Regions from separate parts of the Xenopus tropicalis genome. Here region 1 is linked to region 2. A link is a contact called in public Hi-C data. All regions are on one chromosome and are shown on one strand. Each heading gives the region's core, a stretch centred on a gene start, on an enhancer-like site or on the middle of the called end of the contact. The rest is flanking DNA. Distances are from core to core; before and after follow the strand shown.

Region 1 (3,248 bases), core at 650-3,149, 390 kb before region 2:
AGGTGCCATGTTACAAGGAAAGCAAAGTATTAAATGTCTCATGTATAAAGAAAATTGGAAGAGTGATATAATAAAATATATTTCGTGGTCTTCCATTTCATCGCCTATAAATTAAAATATATTGGTAGCCATAGTAGGCTTTATCCCTAGCGTATAAATATAATGTGGAATTTTCTTTGGATCTCGTAAAATCGAACTATTTTCTCCCAGACTGTTTTGGAAAGGAAACTAACACAAATAAAGGCAATAAAGACTGCAATAGCTTTCCCTGGAAACCAAATGGCGTTTAAAAGAGAAGGTTTTACTGTGGTCTATAGGTGGAATGAACATGCCATATACAGTTTAGGGTCTAAACCAGCGGAAATGTGCCTTTGTAAGAAAACAGAATCGTAAAAGGAAAAAAAGTTTACACCAATAGTGCAACTAAAAGGATTGTGTCCCAAGATCTCTCCCAGTGTACGTGACAGCACCCAATAATCAGGGAGCCTTGTACAAAATACTGCTCTAGTTTTACATATTGAAATCTTTATTTGTCAACTTGGCGTTGATATAGCTGTGTCCTTGATACTGAACTGTGTGCTGCTGTTATTGTTTATTCTTCTGTGCTACTCGTAGGAAACGGTTCTGCTCTATGCACCCCCGCCACTATATTCCCTTCATTGCCTAAGCATGACTTTAAACACAAATATTAAGTCATCACACGCAATAAAAAATGCACAACTGTAATCGAAACAAAAGATCATTTTATGAAGGTGGAGCGAATTAATGGCCTTGCATTCACAGATCCTAGAGGTTTCTTTAAAATTATACTTTTCTCTAGTGGCGTATATATATATATATATATATATAAGCTGAGAAATATAAATACATTAAATGTCTGCAAATGAAGACATGGAAACAAATATACTTTTTTTTTTTATATCATATACACACAGTCACGCACGCACAATGTTTACTTACCAAAATATTAACAAAAACTCTATTTGAGAGAGTATTTGGTGTTTTAGCGTTTTACCTTCAACAAATAAAAATATGTTTGCATGTAAATTAGACTACATTGAGCAAGCTTTTCTTTGTTCCATTTCTCTACACACAAACATACACATTACATTCAATTAAACTCGAATTAAACATGTGCATCCAGGTATTTGTTTTTACATTTAAGTCACAAAGCCTTCCTTAACCTAAACAGTGTATATATCTATATCTGTATCTATAGCTATACATCTATATCTTTACATATATGGACACACACATACATACACATATACAATATACAAATACTGATAGTGTTAATAGTAAAACATAGTGTAGGGTTATGCATTCTGTATCAATTTAATGTACATTACGCAAGGGACACACGGGCACACGGCGTTAGTTAATTGCATTTGTTTATCAGAATTACTGAGCAATTGTTTAGTTGCCCAAAGAGAAGGGGCTACATGAGGGTCACATGAAAGTTTTTTGTTTCTCTTCGGTGTTTTCAAGGACGCAAAAAACGAAAATAATTTGCAGGGGCAAATTCAAAAAGCTTTCTAAAGACGAACCCCATTCTCCTTGCAATGTTACTTGCCTGTTAGTGAGCTTTACCTTTGGCAATGCCCTCTCCTCCCTGGACCTGCGTTGAATCACTGGTAAACAAACTGAACTACATCCTTTGTTCAACTTTAAGGTCCTTGGGTCTATACCTCACAAAGTCAGATAGATGGCGCTCTTACTCCACGTTCATTTTCCTCCTTTCGACAACTTGACCCCTGTGACGTCACCTGCGTCTGAATCACCAAGGCCATTTTCAATCCTCATTGGCTTGGGAGTCACGTGGTGGGGCCAATGCGTGGATAATTATGGTGCTGATATTTTTCCCTAAAAAAAAGATGTCAGCCACTGGCTGTAGTATTCCTCTTTAAAAACCCTGTCTGAAAATGTCATGTCCCAACAATGTGACTCCTAACTCGTTTTTGATGGACTCTTTGGCCGGTAGCTGCAGAGGAGAGACTTATTCCACCAACCAAGGGATGTATATGCAGACTGGGAGCGATTTCAGCTGTGGGATGATGAGAAACTGTGGAATTGTCCCGTCTCTTTCAAAAAGGGACGATGTGAATAACCCTGGCTTGTCTCTCAACACCTATCCATCTTACCTCTCTCAACTGGACAGTTGGTGCGAACCCAAAAATACTTACAGGATTGAACAACCTGTTGCAAGGCAGCTCTCATCCTGCTCTTTCCCAACCAATGTCAAGGAGGAGAATGTTTGTTGCATGTACAGTACGGATAAAAGAGCGAAAAATGCCACCGAGGCTGCCCTCTACCCAAACCAGATGCCAGAGACGCGCTCAAGTGACCATGAAGTTCCTGTCCCCAGTTACTACCGAGCCAGTCAAGGTTACTCAATGGAGAAGACCCCAAGCTGTCACACCACTGGCGACTTTGAGACAACTTTTGAGAATAGGACGAGTGTTAGCGCAAGAAGTGAGATCTTGGAACAACAACAAGCTGGGGGGAAGGGGGGGTTCCCCGAAAACACCAAGACGGACAACCAGTCCCTGGCCACCAACCTTACTACCAGCTCTGCCACCGCCAGTGATATAAAGACAGAGAAAAGTCTCCCAGCCCCCAAACTGCCACCCTCCGAAGGGGACAAGGAGCCGAGCAAGAACACAGACACCAGCACCGACAATTCTGACGCTGAAGCAAAAGGTAAGGAGACATTCAGCTTGGGTCATTGACAATGTGCAGCAGTGTAGCAGGCTGGCTGGGCAAACTTCCTTGCAACATTGCTGTAATTAGCACTCTGCGGTGTGCAATGGCTTCCTGCCTGCCTGCCAGCACATTGATCACCCCAGAGCTGTTCAAGCTATATACATATATATTAAATATATATCATATTCATATATCTCCTTTGTTATATAGTAAACAATTCAGTTATTCTACAAATAGCCCGAAACCTGAAAAGTGAAATTCGTTATTGGTAAAAAAAATAATAATATATATTTATATATATATATACATCATGGTGTGCCTTGTTGTCTCCTTACCCTATAGTAAAAATGCCTGTTTGTGTGTTACAGGAGTTAGTTTATATCTTCGAATCCGAAAAAATAGATCAAGAATGTTGTATTTCGTTATAAGTCTGTAGCTAAAACAGATGTTTCTAAAATATTTCTACTGTCCTAAGCATGAGCTATATTTACTGTGTTCAGATTAGATTTTACAAGTGGAGCAGGGAATTCGTGTTTTACCCTTTG
Region 2 (3,392 bases), core at 433-2,932:
AGAAATATGGCTTCTAACTGCATACACAGCAATGGGATAAACTAATAGTGTATGTAGTATGAAAAGCATACTCAATAATTTGAATTGGTTAAAACTTATTATTTATCCTGGGTAACCTAGCCATGTTTTCCATGCAAATATTTTAAATGTAATTTTACTAAATTAAGGGCAACACACAGGCATTAAAGTGCAAACAACAAAACCATCAAAATGGCGTTCCATTACTGCAAAATGTAATCGCCACAGCATGTGCCATTGCCCTTAGGGTGCAAGTGTAAATTTAATTTGATCAGAATGCAAGTTGGTACTGACAATGAAATTGCTTAGACCTACTGATGCTACTACAATGATGTGATTTAGCACTGGTATATCATGTAGCATCAACAAGTTAAACAATTTTAGTGTACAGTTTGCTGGAGTCAGGATTAGCAGGGCCAGTGTTCGTCATTCCACTTTTATTTGACATATTATTAAACATTTATTCTTGGCTGCTGCAGCATCTTGCATTCTGTTAGGAGTGTCAGTGACAAGCACATGCTCAGGGTGCTCTGGGCAGCTGTTGAGAAGTTAAGCTTAGGGGTACTTATTTCTGAAAACAAAAAGCCGCCTCTGGTAACTTTTAAAGCCGCATTTCCATTTTTAAAATAGAAAATTGATTTTGGAAGTCTCCCATCGGGCTCAATGGCACTCTGCAGCTCCAACCCGGCCCAAGGAATGTCTCCCATAGGGCTCAATGGCACTCTGCAGCTCCAACCTGGCCCAAGGAAAGTCTCCCATAGGGCTCAATGGCACTCTGCAGCTCCAACCTGGCCCAAGGAAAGTCTCCCATAGGGCTCAATGGCACTCTGCAGCTCCAACCCGGCCCAAGGAAAGTCTCCCATAGGGCTCAATGGCACTCTGCAGCTCCAACCTGGCCCAAGGAAAGTCTCCCATAGGAATCAATGGCACTCTGCAGCTCCAACCCGGCCCAAGGAAAGTCTCCCATAGGGCTCAATGGCACTCTGCAGCTCCAACCCGGCCCAAGGAAAGTCACGATACCGAAGCTTGAATGAATCCAAAACTTTTGTACTCGTTGCGACAAATGCGATTTTGTTGCAAGGTACGAAAAAGTCGCAGAAAATACACACAATACCATTTTTTTGTATTCGGATTCAATCATACTTTGATAAATGTGCCCCCCTAATGTGCAGCATTTCTTGCCTACTTCTTTATTAAGCTTTAGTTCTCCATTAAGTCACAGGGATTGGATGCTGGTGCGGCCTTGCCTTCAGGCAGATGGTAGGTATGGTACATTTTGCCCATGAGGAAGCCAAAAAAAAGGACAACCATATTGCAACACAAAATTATCCATTTTTCCTCAAACACGTCCATTACTAGAAATGAGTTAAAGATGAATATTGCACGCTATAGTCAGGTAGAAATACGTAATATCACTTTAAATCGCGTAACTTACCCCCTGCCATCTCTATTGTAGCTACGGAATGTCACTATTCTTCACAACCGACTCTCTGCAGCCAGCATGCATATCCTTCCCGCTACACAGCTTCCATACTGCCCAAGAGTTCCAGTTCCCCAAACACAGCACTCAGTCCCACACTCAGTCCCACACTCAGTCCCACACTCAGTCCCACACTCAGTCCCAAACCTCACGCAAAACTGCAGGTTCTTCGCTTCCAGGGCATGAAATCCCAAAGCCACAAGTCTCTTCACGCGAGACTGGCGTCAGGACTTCACGTAACGCGGTGACGCACACGCAGCGCCTTGTGGGAGTGGCGAGTTGGCGTAACACAGTCGGAAATTGCTGGTACGTCGTCGTAGCTCTCGTCAAATTCTCTGTTTCTCCTGCTCGTACCTCCTACTTCTGTTAGAAAGAAAAGGAAGCAAAAACACTTGATTTTGGTGATAGTTTCTTGTCATGCCCTTTGCTGCCTCGGCTCCCAGTTTCCTTAGAAGTCATGTATAGATCTGTGTTGGGAAGAAATACATGTAAAACCGGCTATGCTTACACAATGTAATTGTAAGGGTTTATTTCGACGAGTCAGTGTCACACAGATTCATTCTTAGGGTTAAGAAAATAAATTAAAACAGGTATTAAGTCGTGTTAGAAGAAAATAAGAACTGAAGTGATTTACAGGTAGGGTTCTACGGGTTATAGAATGGCCATTTCTAAACAACTTTTCAATTGGTCGTCAATATTTATTATAGTTTTTAAATTATTTGCCTTCTTCCAGCTCTTTGCAGTTTTTAAATGGGGGTCACTGACCCCGCCAGCCAAAAATGGCCACCTTCTATTCATATCCCAGTCTGTCATCCAAACCACTCCCTGGTTGCTAAGGTAACTTGGACCCAACAACCAAATAGCTGCTAAAACGCCAAACTGGAGAGCACCCAAACTGAAAATAAAATAACTAGAAATAATAAAAAATAAAGACCGGTTGCACATTTTCTCAGACTATCACTCTTCACATTATACTTAAAGTTAACTCAAAGGTAAACCACCCCTTTAAAGTGAATGGCAACCCCCTAACCAAAGTGCTTTTACACAATAGTGGTTTTTTCTCTGTGGTGGATCTTACATGTGTTCCACTGCAGGAGTAAACTCTGCCAAGTTCTTTCTATGAGATTGTACTCATTGTGCCACCGTGAAGCGTAGAACACAGATGGAGTGCAACTTGATGTGTGTGCTCCTCTGCAGCACAGTAAGTATGGTCTATTTATTCCTGCATTCCCCTGCAGTGGAATGTATGTAAGATCCACCAAAAAGGAACACGAGAAAATACTCTTGTGTAAAGGTGGCCATACACGGGCCGATTGTAGCTGCCGATTCGGTAGCTTATCGGCCCGTGTAGGGGCAGCAACGAGGGGCATGCCCAACCGATATCTGGCCTGAAATCGGCCAGATATTGATCGGGCAGCTTAAAAAATTTAGTCGGATGGGGGCTGATGCGGTTCCCAAACCGACTGTGCCCATTAGCACCACTATAATTCAATAACAGGGCCAAACGATTGAATTAGCCTACATTGGCCCGATATCGCCTACCCGTAGGTGGGGATATCGGGAGAAAATCTGCTTGCTTGGCGACCTATGGCCACCTAAGTGTTCTAAAACACGGATTTGAATGTCTTTAGACTGAAATCTGCCTGTCACTGCCATTTAATGCATGCAGGCCTGGGCTGGCAATCTGTTGGTTCTGATATTTCTGTTGTGGAATATTTCTGCCTTGTGTGCAGTGTCCTTCATCCTTTACTAATTGGTATTTTTATCTTGTTGTACAGCTTGTAAGTGTCTTACAGTTATTTACAATTTTATAGAGTGACAACATGTTGCTGTACAATATGGTTCACATAATCAATTGTGTTAGAGCTTTTGTGCTCCAAGTCCAAGGGGTTTT

Evidence for each region. A called contact is a pair of places that touch in the nucleus more often than the background predicts.
Region 1: a contact with region 2 is called in a Hi-C map of neurula embryo, with 4 times the contacts expected there. The contact joins the promoter of hoxc10 here to the promoter of smug1 in region 2. A contact is called at or near these places in 2 of 5 Hi-C or Micro-C datasets (gastrula embryo and neurula embryo).

The regions. Positions count from the first base shown.
Region 1 is chr2:146,109,893-146,113,140 of UCB_Xtro_10.0, reverse strand. hoxc10 (homeobox C10) reads left to right here and starts at 1,899. Exons shown (of 2, transcript NM_001271307.2): 1 at 1,899-2,700. The coding sequence starts at 1,923. It overlaps LOC105946564 (a long non-coding RNA gene), which reads right to left and starts at 1,734. Exons shown (of 3, transcript XR_001170013.3): 1 at 1,591-1,734.
Region 2 is chr2:145,724,186-145,727,577 of UCB_Xtro_10.0, reverse strand. smug1 (single-strand-selective monofunctional uracil-DNA glycosylase 1) reads right to left here and starts at 1,682. Exons shown (of 3, transcript NM_001097317.1): 1 at 1,454-1,682. The coding sequence starts at 1,469.